Linked DNA regions of Mus musculus: regions 1 and 3 are each linked to region 2. Evidence: chromatin contacts called from public HiChIP or PLAC-seq and promoter capture Hi-C data. All regions are on one chromosome and are shown on one strand. Each heading gives the region's core, a stretch centred on a gene start, on an enhancer-like site or on the middle of the called end of the contact. The rest is flanking DNA. Distances are from core to core; before and after follow the strand shown.

Region 1 (3,438 bases), core at 873-3,372, 2.3 Mb before region 2:
AGCAGAAGCTTCCCTCACTCCCTGGGGGTGAGTCTGGAGTGGGAGGGTCTATAGTGCTACAGTGGAAGATTGCTGTGCTTCACTCCTAAAAATACATTTCTTATTGCCATAAAAAGTGGGTCACAATTCATATGCTGCACTTAATTTGTCTCTTGTAGCATCTCTCAGTCTATGTAGACAATATTTGCCTGCAGCTCTGATTCTATGTAGCAGTTGCCTTTGGGTCTCATCACATTTTCATCTATAGGAGGAATAATATTTACCTCATAGGTTTATGAGGTCTAAGTAATCTATACTAACTACTAAATAAATGTGGAGCAGAGATCCAAATCAACGTTGTTTCTTTTTAGCGCTGTATAATAATCAGCCCCCTGGTAAGAATGTATCCAGCCAATTCTTTACTGGCCCCAGAGTGCTACCATTAAAACAGCGCCAGGGCTAGCAAGACAGTTCAGATGGTAAAATGCTTGCCTGAGTTTCCATCTCAGAATCCAGGTTAAAAAAGACAGCTGTGGTGGCACACTCTTGTACCCCAGTGCTCAGGAGGCAGAAAGGTGGATTCCCTCGGCCTGCTGGCCATTGAGCCCAGCCTATTTGGTGAGTTCCAGGCCAGGGGGTGTGCTGGAGAAATGGCTCAGAGGTTAAGAGCAATTGTTGCTCTTGCAGAGGACCAACCCACATAATGGTTCAACCATGCATGACAAGTTCCCTGGGATCCAACACTATCTTCTGGCCTCACACAGTGTACAGACATACAGACAGACAAGACACTCACATAAAGAAATCCAGAAATCTTTTTTAAATAGTAAAATAAAAAGAATAAAGCCCGAGGGATGAGGAATGACGACACCATGGTTGTCTTCTGGCTGCCACCTGCCCACGCGCGCACACAAGAAAAAAGAAATCGTGTAACTAAATGTTTTTGCATCCTAAATCTTCTCAGACTATGTTTCTAGAAACAGAATGCTGGGTCGTTATATTTAAACACCCAAACTGCTTCCCACTTAGCCAAACTACGACCTTTCTTGAGCCATGGGCTTTCCAGGTTTCTAACCATAAAAGAAAAGACGTTCGTGTTCAATCTACTGATATTCAGGGAGACTGGGGAGAGATTCAGCAGAAACCCTCCCCTCCCGTCCTTCACACCCTGAGTGCTGGAGAGGGGTAGTTTGTTTCTAACACGAACACGCCCCCTTTTCCCAGCCCGAAACCATACTCCCTTAAAAAGCAACGACCTTCCAGAAAAGATGCAAGAGCCCGGTTGCTGACAGGCTCGGTGCCCGTCCCGTTCAGTGTCTGCCCCTGAGCCCTGTCCGCCATCACCCAAGTTACACGAAGTGACTAACTCGTGACAGGCTTGGTCGCTGGACCGCCGCCCTCGGCTCCTGCGAGCAGCCTGGCCCGGGCAGGCTCGACTCTCTGCCTCGATCAGGGTTTGGAAGCAGGAGACTTACAGGGACCTGGTCATTCCGGGTGCGATGTCCAGGGAACCCAGAGGACATTGGTCATATATGGGGCAGAGGGCAGAGGTCACATATCACAAAGGATCTGGGTTGCCCCGCCCCCGTCACCACTCTAGAGTCAGGGTCTCTGACGGGCGAGAGAAGCTCCCCACGCAGGACCCGAACCCATCGCACCCATCTGTCAGACCGGGTCGGTCCTTAGAGGGGAAACTCCGAAGTCAAATGTCCCGACCGGTCCCGTCACCCTGCACAGGGACGGAGTTTTGGGAGAAACCAGGCCAGGGTTCCTACACCGGCTGGGTGGTCCCAAACCTTCCAGGGCTACGGTTTGGGGGGGGGGGGTGTTCCTGGGGCGGAGGTCAAAGGTCATGGGGAACTTTCGCCCGCTTCCCGGGCCTCGGCGCAGGGGGACGACGTACCTGAGCAGGGGCTAACGCCTGCTGCAGCTGCTGCTGCTCCTCGCTGATCTTCTGCTTCAGCTTCTTGAACATGGCGCGGCGAGGGGCCGGCAGCGTCTCTACCCGCGGGGCGGCCGGGCCCGGGCCTCGCCGCCTTCCTGTGGAGCTGGCGGGCACCTCGGGGCGCTCGTCGTGCGGGTGTCGGCGTCGCCGCCGCCGCGTCTCTTCTTTCTGGGTGCCCCTGGCTGGCCTCGGCCCCCCATCCAGCCCCGTCAGCGGCGGCGGCGGCGGCGACAACGGCAGCAGGTGAACGCGCCCCGGGCGCCTGCGCGGTCGACGTGGAGCTTGCCAGGGGCTTGCTACGGAGCGCCGCGGCGGACAATATGGAGGCGGTGCGGGTGAACGCGCGTGCACAGTGGCGTCTGCGCTGACTCTAGCGGGAGTCTTGGAGCTGTGCTGTCAAATAGGGAGCATCCCACCACTGAGCACCACAGTGAAGAAGGCTGGGGTGAGAGAGGATAGAGCTAGGAATGCAGAAGTGTATTCAGTGTCGTGTGGCACGATCGTTTAGAATTCTCTCGAAAGGTTTTTGGATAGTGGGTTGGATGGTATAGATGACTAGTTGGTTCGCTGGTTGGCCAGCTAGTTGGTTCGTTGGTTCATTGGTTCATTGGTTGGTTGGTTGGTTGGTTTAAAGAGAAAATCTGGGGCTGAGGGTGTAGAACGTTTGTTTACCTAGCATATGCAGGAAGGATTGGCTCTAGCCTCAGCATCGCATAAACTGGGTGTGATGGTGTATACCTGTAATCCCAGCATCCAGAGGTAGAAGCAGTAGGACGAGAAGTTCAAGGTCATTCTTGCCTATATGAATTTAAGGCCAGTCTGAGCTACAGTGAGATCCTGTCTCAAACATAAATAGTCTGGCTGAATTAGGCAGACTGGCCTTGAATTTGTTAACTAAAGTGATTTTCCTGCCTCCAGAATAGCTGAGGCCTACAGGTGCACAATTTTCTGCCTAGTCAGAATTATCTGCCTTTAGTGCTTAATATCTGTGGCTGCACTCCAAAGGAGCTGTCTTCCCCTACCTAGACTTTTCCATCTGCTGAGAACCCCCTACACTTGCACAACATAGAATATTTCTGAAACCTCTGCTCACAAAGACCCATATGACCTCGAAACTCTGGGTTCTGCACAAGCTACTACCTGGATGGCATCCATTCAGTTCTGATTCTTTGAACAGAACATTAAGAACTGGTGCATGGGGGTGTACACCTTTAATCCCAGCACCTGGGAGGCTGAGGCCAGGTGATCTCCGAGTTCCAGGCCAGATGGGCCTATGTTACATAGGGACACCCTGACTCAGAGAGAGAGAGAGAGAGACAGAGACAGAGACAGAGACAGAGACAGACAGAGACAGACAGAGACAGACAGAGACAGACAGAGACAGAGAGAGAGACAGAGAGACAGAGAAAACCAGATCCACAGGTTTAGGCCTCAGTCCCACAAGACTTCCAATGCCAGTCACATGCCAGAGGAGGAGATTCGTAGTCAAAAACCTAAGTGAAGGAGTCCTGTCT
Region 2 (3,806 bases), core at 1,239-3,738:
CACACACACACACAAACACTAACACATGCACGCACGCACGCGCACATGCACACAAACAGCTGGTACAGATGTGTCTGAAACCCCAGAGCTGAGAAGGCAGAGACAGGAGGATCTTTGGGGTTTGCTGGTCACCCAGTCTAGGTAATCTTGCATCCCCAGGATCAGTGGGAGACTCAAAATCTACTCTACACAGATCTACTCAGACAGGTGAGTCAATCAGGCCAGAGGAGGTCACGGGGGGGGGGGGGGGGGGGAGTCGGGGCTCTACAGGGGCAGGCCCTGGGAATGCAGAACAGGCTCTGAGCAGAGCAGGGCTGTGTGGGGATGGGGACTCTGGAGCAGGTGCAAGGGTTTGCTTCCTACTAGCTCCTCGAGCTCGGTGATGCTATTCAATGATAGTGACAGAGCTTGCACTTTAAAAATGCCTTCAGCTCAGATCTCAGGCACTGAGTGGAAGCACCCAGAGTGACCCTGCCTGTGGATGAGTGACCTGCAAGACAAATGCTCAAGGGATGGCAGTAGCCTGAGAGAAGACCACCCCAGAAGGAAGATGGGGAATCCGACTTTGAACTCAGCCTGTCTCCCTCACTAACACGGTATAAGTGCACGACTGCATGTGCGCTGAGCAGCGCGCACCCTCCTACTGTCTATCCATGCATTCTCTCACCAGATGCACGAGACAAGAACTCTTTGGATAAAAGATGACCTTTTCCTAGAAGGTGCATCCAGAAGCAGTGTTTGGTGCTGAATCAAAAACTCAGAAATCCAATTTTAACAAATTTACCCTCAGCATATGTGCATGAGCTCACACTCAGATGTGCACATACATATACACACACCCCCACACATACATACAGAGCTGGCACAGATGCATCTGAACCCCCAGTACTGGTGAAGCAGAGACAGGAGGATGTCTGGGTTGGTGACTAGCTGGTCTAGCTCATCTTCCATCTCCAGGATCAGTGGGAAGCTCATTTGAGGCAGGGAACTAGAGAGGCCGCTCTGAGATGCAGAACATGTGCAGTTTCTACAGAGACCCAGAGTCAGTTCCCGGCACTCACATAGTCACCTCCTGGATGCGTGGCTTGTGCCGCCTTGGGTGACCCGAGTTCCAGAAGGTTCTATGTCCTTTTATAGCTTCTGCAACAGGCATGCACATGATGCACATACAGACATGAAAGCAAGGTACTCACACATACAGTAAAATGAACCCTTAAAAACAAATCAGGCAGCTAGGCAGTGGTGGCACACGCCTTTAATCCCAGCACTTGGAAGGCAGAGGCAGGCAGGCAGATTTCTGAGTTCGAGGCCAGCCTAGTCTACAGAGTGAGTTCCAGGACAGCCAGGTCTATACAGAGAAACCCTGTCTCAAAAACCAAAAAAACAAAAAAACAAAAACAAAAAAACAGGCCGTGCTGCACACAGACAGGCGCACGCGCGCACGCACACACACACACTGTAGAGATTGTCTCTGGAAAACATGGTCACCCCAGAAAGAATGGAAATTTTGATGGGTCTTCCTACTGATAGCCTTTCTACCTCCAGCCAAGTATTTTCTCTCCTTACTCGAATTATCTTATCGAAGAGCGATCATTGAAAAGCAGACTCCACCACCAAAGACACTTTTTTTTGTTGTTTTTTGGGTTTTTGTTTGTTTGTTTGTTTGTTTTCCCAGACAGTATAGCTTTGGCTGCCCTGGAACTCACTCTGTATAATAGGCTGGCCCTGAACTCACAGAGACCCGCCCACGTGTGCCATCATCGTCTGGCCCCAAACATACTTTAATTTCTTTAGTTTCTTAGAGGCAACACCCTGAAAATATCAGCCCTACCTTGATCACAGAGCTTCACCCAGCAAACCACGCCCAGGAAACGGTCCTTCCAATGGGAGGCTCTACCCAGGTGCTCATTAGACATGCAGACACTCTGGGTTCAGACCTACTGAACCAGAACCTGCAGGTTAGCTAAATTCACAACCCAACGTGATTAATACGCACATTAAACTCTGAGACAAACTCCTGGATTTTGTTCCACAGTAAAAAACAGTCCTTTACAACGTGATCACACATGCATGTACATAAAACTGAAACTAAGCTCTAGTGAAGAAGTGCTTACCTTTATTTTATTAGGGGAAGCAACGTGTTCGGGACTCTGAAGCTACATTTCAGAGCTCTCTCCTGGGTCTCAATGGAATTATGAAGCCCCTGGGAGTAATGCCTAGAAGGTGTGGGGGTGCCTGGAGGTGTATCAAGGAAAGTGGTTTACACCACTTTCGAGCTTGTTTTGCGAAAAGTGCGCTTAGTCACTTCTGAGTTTGAACTTGGAGCCCAGACTTGGCGGGGTGGGGGTTGCGTGGGAGCGCTGGGAGTGGGCAGCTAAAAGTTTGTAGAGTCCAGGCAAGGTCCAATCCAGCGGCCTTGATTGGCGGCCGGAGGAAGGCGAGGGCTGGAAGCTGGAGGAGAGGGCCGGAGCTGGAAGGCTCTCCGGCGGCGAGAGGTCCTGCCCAGCTGTTGGCGAGGAGTTTCCTGTTTCCCTCTCGGCGCCCGGGTAAAGTTGATGAGTGAGTCACTCGCGCGCACCGACCGACGACACCCCCCGCGCGCGCACACGCTCGCCTGGGGGACGGAGCCCCAGCCTCCTGCTCAGCTCTCCTCGGCCGCCGGGGGCCTCCTCCGGGCCTCCGAGCTCCGGGGATCGCCGGCCACATCTGGCCCGCATCCTGAGAGGGCGAGGAGTAAAGGCGCAGCCCGGGGTCCCCGAGGCTCGGTTCGTGGCGCACCAGGGGCCGGTCTATGACGAGCGACGGGGGCTGCCATGGGTCGGGGGCTGCTCCGGGGCCTGTGGCCGCTGCATATCGTCCTGTGGACGCGCATCGCCAGCACGATCCCGCCGCACGTTCCCAAGTCGGGTGAGTGAGTGGCCAGGGCGCGACCCTGGGGGTTCACTGGGGCTCCCCGCTCCTCCTCCAGCCCCCAGGGCAGCGATTGACAGTCGGCCGCGGGACCCGGTGCGAGAGCGGAAACGGGAAGTTTGTAGCGGCCCGAGTCGGTTCAGGCCCGCGGGGATCCGGGCAAGATCTCTCGCAAAAGAGCAGGACAGTCCACTTGCAGGGGACTTGGGGACGCTCCTGACCCCCTTTGTGCGCGCACGAAAGGCCAGGTCGGCCGCGAGGGGCCTGGAGCCCCGGAAAGGGAAGTTTAAGAAGTTGGAACTTGGAGGAGCATCGGCAGGGGACTGGACGCCCAGCTGCTGCACACCTGGGCCGCTTACTGCCCTAGACACCGCGACTGAGCCAGACTCTCAGTCCTCAGCTTTGCCATCTCGGGAGGGATTCTGGGCCGTGACTCACTGGATACAAGTTAGAGAAGAGAACTGATCTCTATCCTCGCTGATTCCTGGCCTGCCGGGATGAGGACCCAGTGAGGGTGGTCAGGTTGATGGCTGAGAAAAATCTAGTGCATGCCTACTAAGTGATGGACTATAGGGATGCTGCCTGGAATGAAAGATCTCAGCAGCTACTATTCAATGGAAACACCTAACCCAGGTTGTCCTCCAGGTCCCATCGCAGGGGTTAGTTAAGGGAGAAAAGCAGGCTCTAGGGCTCCTTCCTAAGGGTTTGCTTGGAAAGTTTAAAATCTGGCATTTTAACTCTAAAGTTAGAGTTAGGGCCACGATCTGGGCAAGTCACATGACTCTGGGCCTCAGTTTTCCCTACTGTACAATGCAGTGGTTCAGTTTGTGAAAGTTTACACTCTTTTCATCACTGGCTTTCCATGACCTTCCCTAGTAACTAAGAGGATGGCCAGG
Region 3 (3,950 bases), core at 275-2,774, 2.3 Mb before region 2:
GGTGACTAGAGAGGAGAGTAACGTGGGCTCGGAGCCCAAGCTACAGGTGTGCCTTAGGAAGTAAGGGACACGACTTTGGAGATATGATGTACCACTTAAACACCCTAAGCAGAGCCCGCAGTGTGCGGACAACCAGGCGCCTGGGGTCCCTCCACCCTGCACTCACCTGCCCTGTTTGGTGATGATCATCTCAGTTTGGTGCCGGTGGAATTTGAGCCATAGGGGCCGGTTGCACAGGTAGACGTGGGCGCGGAAGCCGGAGCCAGGCACCCCTAGGCCCCCCAATCCTCCACAAGACCCGGCCGCTGAGGTTCCGGCGTATGGCCCGTAGAGCGGAGAACCCTGGCCGTAGGGATAGGCGCCAGGACCGCCGGCACCACCGCCGCTGCTACCAGCGCCGCTCCCCGAACCCGCAGCGGGGCCGAACTGCGCCCTCGCGGGCGGGCACACGGCGGCGGGGAATCCACCGGGGGGCAGCATGGAGCCGTAGGGGTAGCGCGCGCCATTGGACGCGGGGTACACGGGTCCGTGGGCTGCTCCGGCCGCCGCCGGGTACTGGAAGAGCGAGCAGGGCGCGGCGAGCTCGGAGCCCTGCGGTCCCGGCGACGGGAGGTAGTAGCGCTCGGAGCTCAGGCTGTCCATGGAGTAGCGCGCGGTGGCCGCGGCGGTGGCGGCGGAGGGCAGCTCCTCCTCCGCGCACGGGGAGCCCTTGCGGCCGTCCGGGGGCCCGGGCTTGGCCACCGCCGAGGTGCTCCCGAAGGTGTCCCCAGCGTCCGCGTCACTGAGCATGGCCGCGGGGGCCCCCGCGCCGGCGCCTGCGGGTTCTGCGCTCCCCGCCTGGCACGGGAGACTGCCCGGAAACTTCTTGGACGCTTTGTCTAAGTCCAGCCTCTGGGGCGAGGGGGCAGCACCGGGGAGGAGGCTGACGCTCCCTCCGCCTCCCCCTCCTCCTCCGCCTCCTCCTCCTCCTCCTCCGCGAGCACTCTCCAGCGAGTAGAAGTGCGCGCCGGGCAGGTTCACCGAGCTCACCAGGAGCTGCTCTCCCAACTGCATGCTTTAGCGAATCGCAGACGGCAACCGGCTGCCTCCTCGCCTCCCGCGGCCTGGTTATAAAGGCCAGTTGGGGGAGCCAGCGCCCTCTTCCGAGGGGAAGGTAATGTCCCCTTCCTCCCTCGCCTAGGCTACCCACCTGCGGACCTGCGGGGCGGCTTCAGCGCGCGCCCAATTTAGCGTCCTTCCCTCAAGGGAACAAACTCGGGATTGTAGGTGCCCCTTTCCTTCCGCAAGAAAACAAACCCCGGGTTGTAGGTGTCTCTCTCCTTCCTTCCTTCCTTCCTTCCTTCCTTCCTTCCTTCCTTCCTTCCTTCCTTCCTTCTTTTCTTCCTTCCCTCCTTGTCTAACCTCTCAGGACCCCTACACTCACACTAAGGAAGAAGAGGACTTAGCTCTGAGTTCCCATTTAGCAACCAGCCATTTCCTCTCGGCTGGCTCTGCTAAACTCTAGGCATACTTGACCGCTTGGAAACTTGTGAGCGGTGGTTGGCTGCTTATATATGTGCGGCCAGGGAGGGGCTTCGCAGCCCCATGGCTAGGGGACTTTGCTATTGGCTGTTAGAGGTGACACTAATTCAATTAAGTATTTATTAATTGGATCGGGTCGCCTGCGAGTTTCATTTTCTCTTAGCTTATTTGGCTGTTATTGCTGGTTTGGTGTTTCTTTAAGCGTCTTTGGGAGAACTATATCCCACTGAGAATCAATCCTGGTGTACCCGGTGGCTCTATGGCGCCGGAGAAACGGGTTTGAAGTCTGCGAACATGGTCTACCCACGGCATAGGAATCATTCCTGAGTTCGGGTCTAGTTTGGCAGGTCCCAGAGGCCCGTGAAGGCGTCTTTACAAGCTCCCTGCTCGCAGGAAGGCTCAGGTCCCCGGGGGTGCAAATCTAGGGGAGGGCTGGAGAGCGACCCGAAGTCTCTGCGCACACCCTCCTTCTGACTTCCTGGCCTTCAGCACACAGGAACCGCTTTTTGTCCTGTCCCATCTTTTAGCGTAAAGACTTGGTGGAGAGAAACCTCGCGTTCAGTTTTTGGGATTCCAGAGATGGCAAAAGGATTCCGCGTCTGAATCAGAGACTCCAGCTTCTAGCTTCTGAAGTGGGCTTCTGAAGACCCAACATGAGCCTGACCGGACGAACCAAACACTCAGTATTACAACCGCGCTAAAACACCGGCTTCCCCGAGGCCGTCACTTTCATTACTCAGAATTCCCTCTGCTCGGTTTTTTCTAAACACTGGATGTTTCCTACCTCCCCCAGCCCCCGCTTTCGCCAACATCTTTGGTGGGGACTGACACTAAGACACAAAGGTTCCCTAGCAGCTGTGCAGTTAAGATTCCCTGCGCCTCTCTGCGGCACAATACAGAAGGCAGAATAATTAGTGAAATAATCAGTTTGATATTGAATTAAGCTCCTTTGCTCCAGCTGCCTGTTTTTCCCCCCTGCGTTTCCGCAAACAGTCAAGGACGGGGCCGTCATATTTTATTGTTTTATTATTACAGAAGGGGGAACACGTTTCGTTGACGATGAGAAGCCTGTACATTCTCCTCTAATAAGCAATTACGGACGCCTGCAGTAGTCGCTCCAGGAGCGCATTTTCCGGTCGAGATGTAGGGACTCTGCTTCCCCCAACCCAATGCGATCACACGGGAAACTTTTGCCGAGAACAGATGAGGTGGCCGCGGGATCTGCTAAGCGCTCAGACGCCAGCAGCAGATCCGCGCGAAGCTTTCCAACCTGGGTCCAAACCCCGCGAATCACGAACGTGGGCACGCCCGTGTTAGGGAGTGGAGCGATCCTTCATGGACTTGGATGCTGTGTGGGGTTTTGATAGAATAGCGTAGTGGGTCTTGGGCGCTCGCAAAGCTTTTCAAGTGTTTTGGAACAACAACCTTGTCAATTTTGGCTCAGAGAACTCGGGCTGACATCCTGCGCGATCAGTCCAGAGATCCCAGCTCCGATTTGGTCTCGGGCTCCGTCCCGCATGTTTTTGTTTTGTTTTGATGCAGCGAAGCCTTTGGGATTAATTTTTATTCCCCTCAAAGGGTGCGAGATATTGAACGTGAGGATTCCACAAGGGGGATGCGAGTTCCAAGAAAAGGGCCTCACTGCGCTGGGGACTCAACCTGGAGTCTTCGTTAGCCTGGCCCTGAGCTGCAGGATGTCTGAGGGAGATGTAGGTGTGAGACTGAATCTCACGTTATCTGCAGATGGGGTGACTGAAGTTATATGTCAGTTTTGTATTATAACACAGCCAGAAGTAAGGTCCCTTCAAAATACTTTGAAGAGACCGGGGAAACGCTGGCGTGGCACAGTGCCACACAGGCAACGGGCACCGTTCAGACCCACTCTGGCGCAAGTAACTCAGACCAGCTGTCTCCCTAACCACATCAGAATCGGGTTCATTCTATCCTACCCCTAGAGCAAGCTCATGAAGGAAGGCGCATAGGTTCGTTTCTAGTGCCATCAAATTATTAACTCGGTGTAATTCAATCTGTGTAACTAGAATTTGAACGGATTCCTGGAACCCCACCTCAGTAAATACACTTTCATCCGATTTCTGACACATTTTACAGAAATAAAGATAAATCCAAAAAGAATCAAAAACAAGAGCGCTAGGAAAGTCTTTTGGGACCTGGGATTTTTGAGATATGGGAAGTTTATTAGGGTTAACATTAGTGTTGTTAGGACGCATTAGTGTAACTGTCAGATCGTGAAGACTTTCCCTTTAAAATGGTGAAAAGCACCGTTTCAACTAAACATATTTTTCCTAGCTTCATAGAGACAAAAAAATCAAATATTTTATGTTAATTAACTTACATTTTATTACTGATACTTCTGGACTACATTAGTCCCAAGTTCTGGAACACGGTGGAGGACAAATCTATGATTTTCT

Evidence for each region. Promoter capture Hi-C pulls out the DNA fragments that hold promoters and counts their contacts. HiChIP or PLAC-seq counts read pairs in DNA pulled down with a chosen protein or histone mark.
Region 1: a contact with region 2 is called in a promoter capture Hi-C map of liver, with 5 times the contacts expected there. The contact joins the promoter of Golga4 here to the promoter of Tgfbr2 in region 2. A contact is called at or near these places in 2 of 39 promoter capture datasets (hippocampal neurons and liver) and 1 of 115 datasets of contacts at active chromatin or transcription factors (large pre-B cells).
Region 3: an H3K27ac HiChIP or PLAC-seq map of large pre-B cells shows a contact between it and region 2, with 6 times the contacts expected there. The contact joins the promoter of Eomes here to the promoter of Tgfbr2 in region 2. A contact is called at or near these places in 1 of 39 promoter capture datasets (cranial neural crest) and 1 of 115 datasets of contacts at active chromatin or transcription factors (large pre-B cells).

Annotation. Positions count from the first base shown.
Region 1 is chr9:118,505,002-118,508,439 of GRCm38.p6, reverse strand. It overlaps Golga4 (golgi autoantigen, golgin subfamily a, 4), which reads right to left and starts at 2,122. Exons shown (of 24, transcript NM_018748.3): 1 at 1,883-2,122. The coding sequence starts at 1,954.
Region 2 is chr9:116,174,045-116,177,850 of GRCm38.p6, reverse strand. Tgfbr2 (transforming growth factor, beta receptor II) reads left to right here and starts at 2,488. Exons shown (of 8, transcript NM_009371.3): 1 at 2,488-2,907. The coding sequence starts at 2,814. Gm40582 (a long non-coding RNA gene) reads right to left here and starts at 2,207. Exons shown (of 3, transcript XR_871320.3): 1 at 2,115-2,207; 2 at 1,832-1,940; 3 at 1-1,140.
Region 3 is chr9:118,475,763-118,479,712 of GRCm38.p6, reverse strand. It overlaps Eomes (eomesodermin), which reads right to left and starts at 1,524. Exons shown (of 6, transcript NM_010136.3): 1 at 167-1,524. The coding sequence starts at 1,053. It overlaps Gm33408 (a long non-coding RNA gene), which reads left to right and starts at 1,065. Exons shown (of 5, transcript XR_871338.1): 1 at 1,065-1,153.